Linked DNA regions of Mus musculus: region 2 is linked to region 1. The links are chromatin contacts, called in public Hi-C maps. All regions are on one chromosome and are shown on one strand. Each heading gives the region's core, a stretch centred on a gene start, on an enhancer-like site or on the middle of the called end of the contact. The rest is flanking DNA. Distances are from core to core; before and after follow the strand shown. Region 1 overlaps Mindy4 (MINDY lysine 48 deubiquitinase 4). Region 2 holds the start of Aqp1 (aquaporin 1).

What was found. Hi-C and Micro-C count contacts between places; a contact is called where the count stands out from the background.
Region 2: a Hi-C map of uterus shows a contact between it and region 1, with 2.0 times the contacts expected there. The contact joins the promoter of Aqp1 here to the enhancer-like site in region 1. A contact is called at or near these places in 2 of 39 promoter capture datasets (embryonic stem cells and hematopoietic stem and progenitor cells), 8 of 484 Hi-C or Micro-C datasets (liver, nephron progenitors, psoas muscle and 2 more), 3 of 115 datasets of contacts at active chromatin or transcription factors (cardiomyocytes, embryonic stem cells and liver) and 1 of 9 other capture datasets (adipose tissue).

Annotation. Positions count from the first base shown.
Region 1 is chr6:55,293,239-55,296,671 of GRCm38.p6, forward strand. All of the region lies in intron 13 of Mindy4 (MINDY lysine 48 deubiquitinase 4), which reads left to right. Among named protein-coding and RNA genes, the nearest start is that of Gm38819, 33 kb to the right of the region's middle. Within about 2 kb of position 1,378, at least 49 of the 459 cell types and tissues checked have an H3K27ac peak or open chromatin away from gene starts, as enhancers often do. A contact at or near this core is called in adipose tissue and uterus, where this site is marked.
Region 2 is chr6:55,334,945-55,338,412 of GRCm38.p6, forward strand. Aqp1 (aquaporin 1) reads left to right here and starts at 1,355. Exons shown (of 4, transcript NM_007472.2): 1 at 1,355-1,930. The coding sequence starts at 1,547.

The DNA of each region.
Region 1 (3,433 bases), core at 128-2,627:
TGCTGGCCCTCCCAAGCAGTGCTCTCTGTTGCCTCTTGTCACTAGGTGACCCATAGTGCAGCTTCCTTGATCCTGACCCATTCCTCCCAAATGCTGAGATGTTGGGAGCAGTTACTGAGTCCCACCTACCAGGCCAGGTTAATGGAGGCTTTCCCACTGTGTGCTTCCTGGCATTGCAGTGTAGGAAAGCACAGTTTGCTGGAGGGACCTGAAGCATAGGACAGCTTCTGGCGAATAGCATGGCCATATGGATGGACCCTGGCCTCTTAGCTTTTGTAGCTCAAGATCCCAGTGGGAATTATGGAGCAAGCTAATCTTTGCCTTCAACATAGAAGCTCTGTCCTTGGCTTCTGTAAAGTGGACTTCTGCACAGAAGATTTTGTTAAAAGAGAGCTTTAAGTCTATAATGACATTGGAAGTCTCTTGTCCTAGTATCCTAGGCTGGTGCTAACAAGGCTGGGAACACACTGATGTAGTACACATACAGATGAACTGCATACAAAACCTTATTCTTATAACTGCAGGGTGGTGGGGCCAGGACCCACCTTCTGGCTTCATTTCAATATAAAGCACCCATTCAAAGGCCCTCACTTTCCCTAGATGCATATTGTGAGGGTCTCATAGGTTGTTGGGGCTTGAGTGTGTGTGTGTCTGTGTCTGTGTGTGTGTGTGTGTGTGTGTGTGTGTGTGTGTCTGTGTCTCTCTGTGTGTGTCTTTGTATGTGTATCTGTCTATGTGTGTGTCTGTGTGTCTGTGTGAGTGTATCTGTGTACATGTTACTATACTGAGTATTGAACTGAGAGCCTCACATTTATTGGACAAATGCTCTACCACTGAGCTAAACAATCCTTTTCAATTTTTAATTTTGAAACAGTCTTACTCTAACCCAGCTGACATTGGACTTCTTTCTTTTCCTTCTTTTTTCTTTTTAATTTTGTTTGTCAACTGCTTTGAGGTTATTTTTTAAGCTAGGATTTCTCTGGCCCTGGTTCTCGATCTGTAGATCAGGCTGGCCTTGAACTCAGAGATCTGCTTGCCTCTACCTTAATTGCTGGGATTAAAGGTGTGAACTGCAGCACCAGTTTGACCTTGGATTTTCAATCCTCCTGCCTCTGCTTCCTGAGTAACTGGGATTATAAACAGGTTTGCTTCTTCAGGCTGGGTTCAATGTAGGGATTTGGTGAGACATAATTTAGTCAAAGACCATTTTGCTCCAGAACGGGAGACTGAGGCCTAGGGAAGAAATGCTTGCAATTATCCCACAGCAGGCTGGCACTAGAACTCAGGGCTGAATCAGGCTTCTGTGTAAGCTGATCTCTTGTGTAGGCAATGCAGAGGAGGATGGCCTCTGACCAGCACTCCTCACACGTGGGCCTTGTCAGAACTCCCCAGGGGAGGACTGGGCATTGCCGGTTGCCAAAGTTGTAAATCTCTTAAGCCATAAGCTGCTCCTTGGCGTCTCCCGGGTGCCCTAATGTGAAATACACATGTCCCTCCCTTTTAACATCCAGGCAACTTCTGAATTTCCCATCGTGTTTGCACCTAAGGATGCAATTACCATTTCCTCCCATTGTCCGTTCTGCTAGTCCCTCTTCTCCCAGCTGACGCAGGCTTTCGAGCCCGCTGGGTGAACACGCGGCCGAGAGCTTATGAAGATCGGGCTGCTTCTGAAAGCCACAGGTGGCCGGCGGCCAGTGATGCTTATCAGTCCCCCCAGGACTGCTTTGAGGTTATTTTCTTCTCGTCAGAAGATGTTGTATATGCCACAGAGAACGTTTCCATCAATTCTTCTGCCTCAGCTAGCGCCAACCCAGCACTGTGCTTGCCGTGAGTCACCCCTTGCTGGCTCTCTCCCAGGCATGCTGGTCTGCTTCTAGTGGGCAAGACCTACAGACCTTCCCAGAGGACCCTGGGCTTTTGTGGTTCTTTACAGATCTCTGTGATTCTACCTGGAGCCTTATCTCCTGAGCACCACTTTCCCATTTGTCTATCAGGTATAAAACCGCAAACACACACACACACACACACACACACACACACACACACACACACACACATTTATTGGGGGGCGGGGGAAGTACGATGGAGTTTGAGTTTGTAATGTTATATGGGAAGGGAAGAGGAGTGTGCATTTTGGGGACCTTAGACTTGTAGCATCTATTGAGACCAGGTTCTTGCTTGTCTTTCACTAAATGGAAAAACAAATGACCAGTCGCTGAGCCCTTGCTGCCCTTGGCCCCAGCTCAGTGCTTCTTCTGGGTTGTGGATATAGTAAGCAGATCAGGCCCTGGGCATAGGGCCAGGTGGGCAGTGTGCATTCAGGTCTGTGTGTAGCCATGGAGGCCTAAGTTCCAGACTCTCTCACCTTACCATCTCTCAGTAGCCAAGTGTCTGAGCCTCTTTCCACATCTATTAAATAGATGTAGTCAATGTTTCTTGCTTGGGGGCCTTGTGATGTGTGTGGTCAGTGGCCATGGCTACTTTCCTGTGTGCTGGCCGACTGGCTCTGGGACACATAATTTTGGTGCATCAAGAGAGACTTACTTTAGGATGCCCAAAGGACCAGAATCCTATGGTAGGACTAAGGTGATGGCCGGAAGGGCTTCGAGGCTGCAGACTTGATGCTTCCTCCTGGCCAGCTCTCACCCATCAGCTTCCTCTCGGTGTACACCTGTTTCTCTGGTTTGGAGAATTTCTTTTGGTAAAGAGGCTCTTTACTCTGTGCTGTTTGAAGTTCTGTCCCAAGTACGGAGCCACAGAGGTAACAGGAAGAGGGTACCCAGGCCTTGGACACTAGCTGCCAAGGTTTCCCACTATCCCATCATCCATGAGTGAAGGACCTTTGGCAAGTCAGCTGTTTCTTTGAGACAGGGCTTTCTTTTGTCGGTAGGGAATCTTGGGAATGTGGTGTCCAAGACAAATCCTGTGCTCAGGTGGCAATGGCTGTTGTCACAGCCTCAAGCAGGCTTTCTATGGTAGGCTGACTTCTACTGCCAACAACTTCATACCATGGACACGGTCAGTTTTAAATGAGAAGTGTTTATTTTGGCTTATGGATCTGGGAGTTGAGGGTCTGGATCCCATGATGATCTTCTTGCTGGCAGGGCCCTGAGGAGGTACAGGGACCACACAAAAACAAAGGGAGAACATGCATGACTCCTCCATCTCCCTCCCTCCACCCCTCTCTCTTCTTTCCTTTTCCCCTCTCTCTCTTTCCTCTCCCCCCTCTCTCACCTGATCAGTCTATCAGAAGGCAACCATAGTGGCTTCATCCTGATGACTTTATCCAACTGTAGTCTAATCCTAAAGGCCTCAACTCTAAACACCATAGTTACTAAGAGTCGACAGTCTTGGGCTAGGGAGATGGCTTAGTTGGGAAAGTCCTCACTTCTTAAGTGTGAAGTCCTGAGTTCAGATCCCCAGGACTCATGTC
Region 2 (3,468 bases), core at 105-2,604, 42 kb after region 1:
CTGTAGGATAGAAGGTGCTTGGCCCTATCTTGACAGATGTCAGACTCAAAGACATTTCTTCTTTCTCAGTGAGTGTTGTTTTTCCACCTCTGATGGGTAAGAAGCCAATGATTCTGATAAGGACTAAGATGGAAAGAGAGGGACCAATCATAACAGGTCCTACCTTGTGGCCACAGAGAGAGCCTCCCTATGGGCCTGGTATACCTTCCAGCACACTCAAACAGTAGGCAAGTGACCGACCAGTTCTCTGGTCCTTTACTCGGGATTTTGGGGGTACACAGGAAACATGGTGGGTGCTTTGTCTGCCCCCACCTCCTCTCCACCCCTCCTGGTGTTGGAAAGTGCCTCTGGTCTCCCTTACCTTCCTCTCTCCTCTTTCTCTATCTAGATTCTTGTCCGGCCTATGTCTCCTCTGCTCCGTTTGTCTCTTCCTGTTTCTGACGTGCTGTTTTTTCCTGTGATGCTAGTGACTGAATCCAGTGCCCAGTTGAATATTGTATGCGTGAGCACATCCATAGCCTGGCCGCTGTCTCCTGCAAGGCTGGAAACCTCTTCCACTTTCCACCATCACTCGGATAATGCTTCCTGTTGCTCTGCCTATCATCCCATCACTGCATCTGTCTCTTAGCCCCAGCCCATGTCTCCCATTCGCTCCTTTTCAGGTCCAGCTGTCATTCCTTCCATCTCTTCAGTGACCTGCTAGCTACTTTATCTATTAGAGAAAAAAAAAAAGCCTAAGCAACATTATCTTCCCCACCCCCTCTCAAATCATGGCCTCAAATTGTTTTAAGTTTGAGGAATTGGGGGAGTTTTCCAGCAACCTTGCTTGGCTAAGGTCTGCCATTGTCTAAAGAATGATAGGTGGCTCCCAGAAAGCTTCTCTACTCCCATCAATGAGGCCCGGGGGGCGAGGACACATCCCCAAAGTGACATGCAGCTGCTTGGCCCAGGCCAGGACATTGGAGGCCAGACTGGCCCACAGATTTCTCAGCCTGAGAACTTCAGATTACTAACTCTGCTCAGAGTGGGATGGGACAGGCAGGCAATTTCTGGTGCCACCTCCAGGGAGGGCAATGTCCGTCTGGGGAGTCCAGACAACCCCTATTCCCCACCCCTTCTAGAGTGCCAGCCTCTGCCCTCAGGCACCCTTGAGCTTTGCAGGCTGGGCGGGGACACCTGGATTTCTCTGGCCCCCTGAGAAGAGCCAGCTTGGAAGAATTTCCCAAAGCCTATTAGAGCAACGGTTGCCTCCTGCCTCCTTACGCTGGGCAGGGCCGAGGGCTGAGGCGGGTGGAGGGAGCAAGGGAGGGCAGGAGGGGGAGAGGAGGAAGGAAAAAGTTGGCAGGCAGACAGCAGAGCCCTGTCTGCATCCATCGCAGCGAGGAGGCTCGTGTGGTGTGGGGCGGGCCAGGAGCAAGGAGAGGCCTTCCTCCCTTTGTGCTCCCCCCACCCAGCCCTATAAATAGGCCCAGCCCAGGCTGTGGCTCAGCTCTTGGAGGGAGTTGAGCACCAGGCATCCAGCGGTTAAGTCGAGGTCCCTGCCAGCATGGCCAGTGAAATCAAGAAGAAGCTCTTCTGGAGGGCTGTGGTGGCTGAGTTCCTGGCCATGACCCTCTTCGTCTTCATCAGCATTGGTTCTGCCCTAGGCTTCAATTACCCACTGGAGAGAAACCAGACGCTGGTCCAGGACAACGTGAAGGTGTCGCTGGCCTTTGGTTTGAGCATCGCTACTCTGGCCCAAAGTGTGGGTCACATCAGCGGTGCTCACCTCAACCCTGCGGTCACACTGGGGCTCCTGCTCAGCTGTCAGATCAGCATCCTCCGGGCTGTCATGTACATCATCGCCCAGTGTGTGGGAGCCATCGTCGCCACGGCCATTCTCTCGGGCATCACCTCCTCCCTAGTCGACAATTCACTTGGCCGCAATGACGTGAGTGGGGTATCTTAGGCTTAGGGTGTCTGTAGGAGAAGACAGAGAGGGAGCTGGCTCCATTTGCCTACTGTACAAGGGGGATACTGAAGAACAGAGAGAAGGATGAAGGTTTCTGGAGTCATGCTGAGAACTGGGGCTAGAACTCAGTTGTACTGCATGGTCTCTTTGCTGGTTGGTGCTGTGAGAATGGAGGAGCTAGACAATATGGTTGTGCCAAAGTCCCCTGCAGAGTAGCTACTGCCAGGAATGAGCTGGAGGGGCAGCTAGGTGCATGCCAGCAGTTCCTCCCCTCTTCTGAGCTACCTGAGCAGTCACCTTCCCCCTTTGCAGTCCCGTGCACTAGGCAACCTCTACCTACTGTCCCGAGTACATTTTCTCCAGCTACCCAGTGTGTTTAAAGCCACTTCTGCAAGTGTCTGAGTGTGACTCTCTTGATAAGTTGCCTGGGCTTCTAATCGGCTTCTAATCCTTAGCCAGGTCCCCAAATCAACTTCCTCAGAAAGTCAGGAGACAGCCCCCTTTCCTCCCTCTACCCCCAATAATTAGACAAAGTTGAGAGAACAATACTCTCTCTGGAGCTTTGGGAGAGTTTTCTAGATACCAGTTCAGGAGAAGGGCTCAGCTCAGCAGTCCCTGGCCACTGAACCGTGGGGCATGCTGGCTTGTTGTGTGCGGAGGTGGAAGCGAAGGTGTGTGAGTGTCTGCTTGGGTCCTGAACTTGTGTAAGCTATTTTCACGTTGATGCTGTGTTGTTGGAGAGTGTGTAAGCACTTGTACCCATTGTTCCTGGCTTTAATGATAAGCAGACGCTGGCAACAGTACGTGGCGACTGCTCAACATAACTGTCTTTGGGCTACTCTACATGACTAAGTGGCCTCTGTGGTGGCTGCCTGGCCACTGACCTTTTCCAGTTTCTTAGCTAAGTGCCCATGATGACTGAGTTCACTTGGGTTTAGCAGGAGTATCTGAGTAAGGGTGTAGGGTGTCTCAGAATGGAATAGGCTGGAGTCCCTCACCAGAGGCAAAGACTAACGGCAGAGTGGTAGAATAAGGTCCAGAGAAACGAAGCTGGCTGGACCCCAGCAGGGTAGATGCATGGGGATAGGCGCAAGGGCGTGAGCCAGGACTCTGTCCGGTGAGTTGGATAGCTATGCGTGATTAGACATCTTTCGTTTCCCAGCTGAAGTTCAGGTCCTGGAGATGCAGACCAGGAGGAGGGAGGTGAAAGTCTGGTGCAGAGGGCAGCTGCCGTGGCTCTGCTGCAGGGATGAGCACTTCTGTACCACAGTGACACCTCACCATCACACTTTTAAGTCAACCTCTGCTCAGCTGGGGATTGAAGATTAGCCCCATGGCTGGAGTTTAGACTTTAGCTGGAGAAAACTTGGAGCAGGGTTAGACGGGCCGTGTCCCTCTAGACTTCAGTCTCTCCAATAGGAGCAGGGCTAGGTGCCTTAGTGAATTCCTTCGAGGAGGTTCGAGTTGCTACCGAGGTGGGGGATGGGGAGGATGGAAGCAGTGCCTGCTCCCTCCTA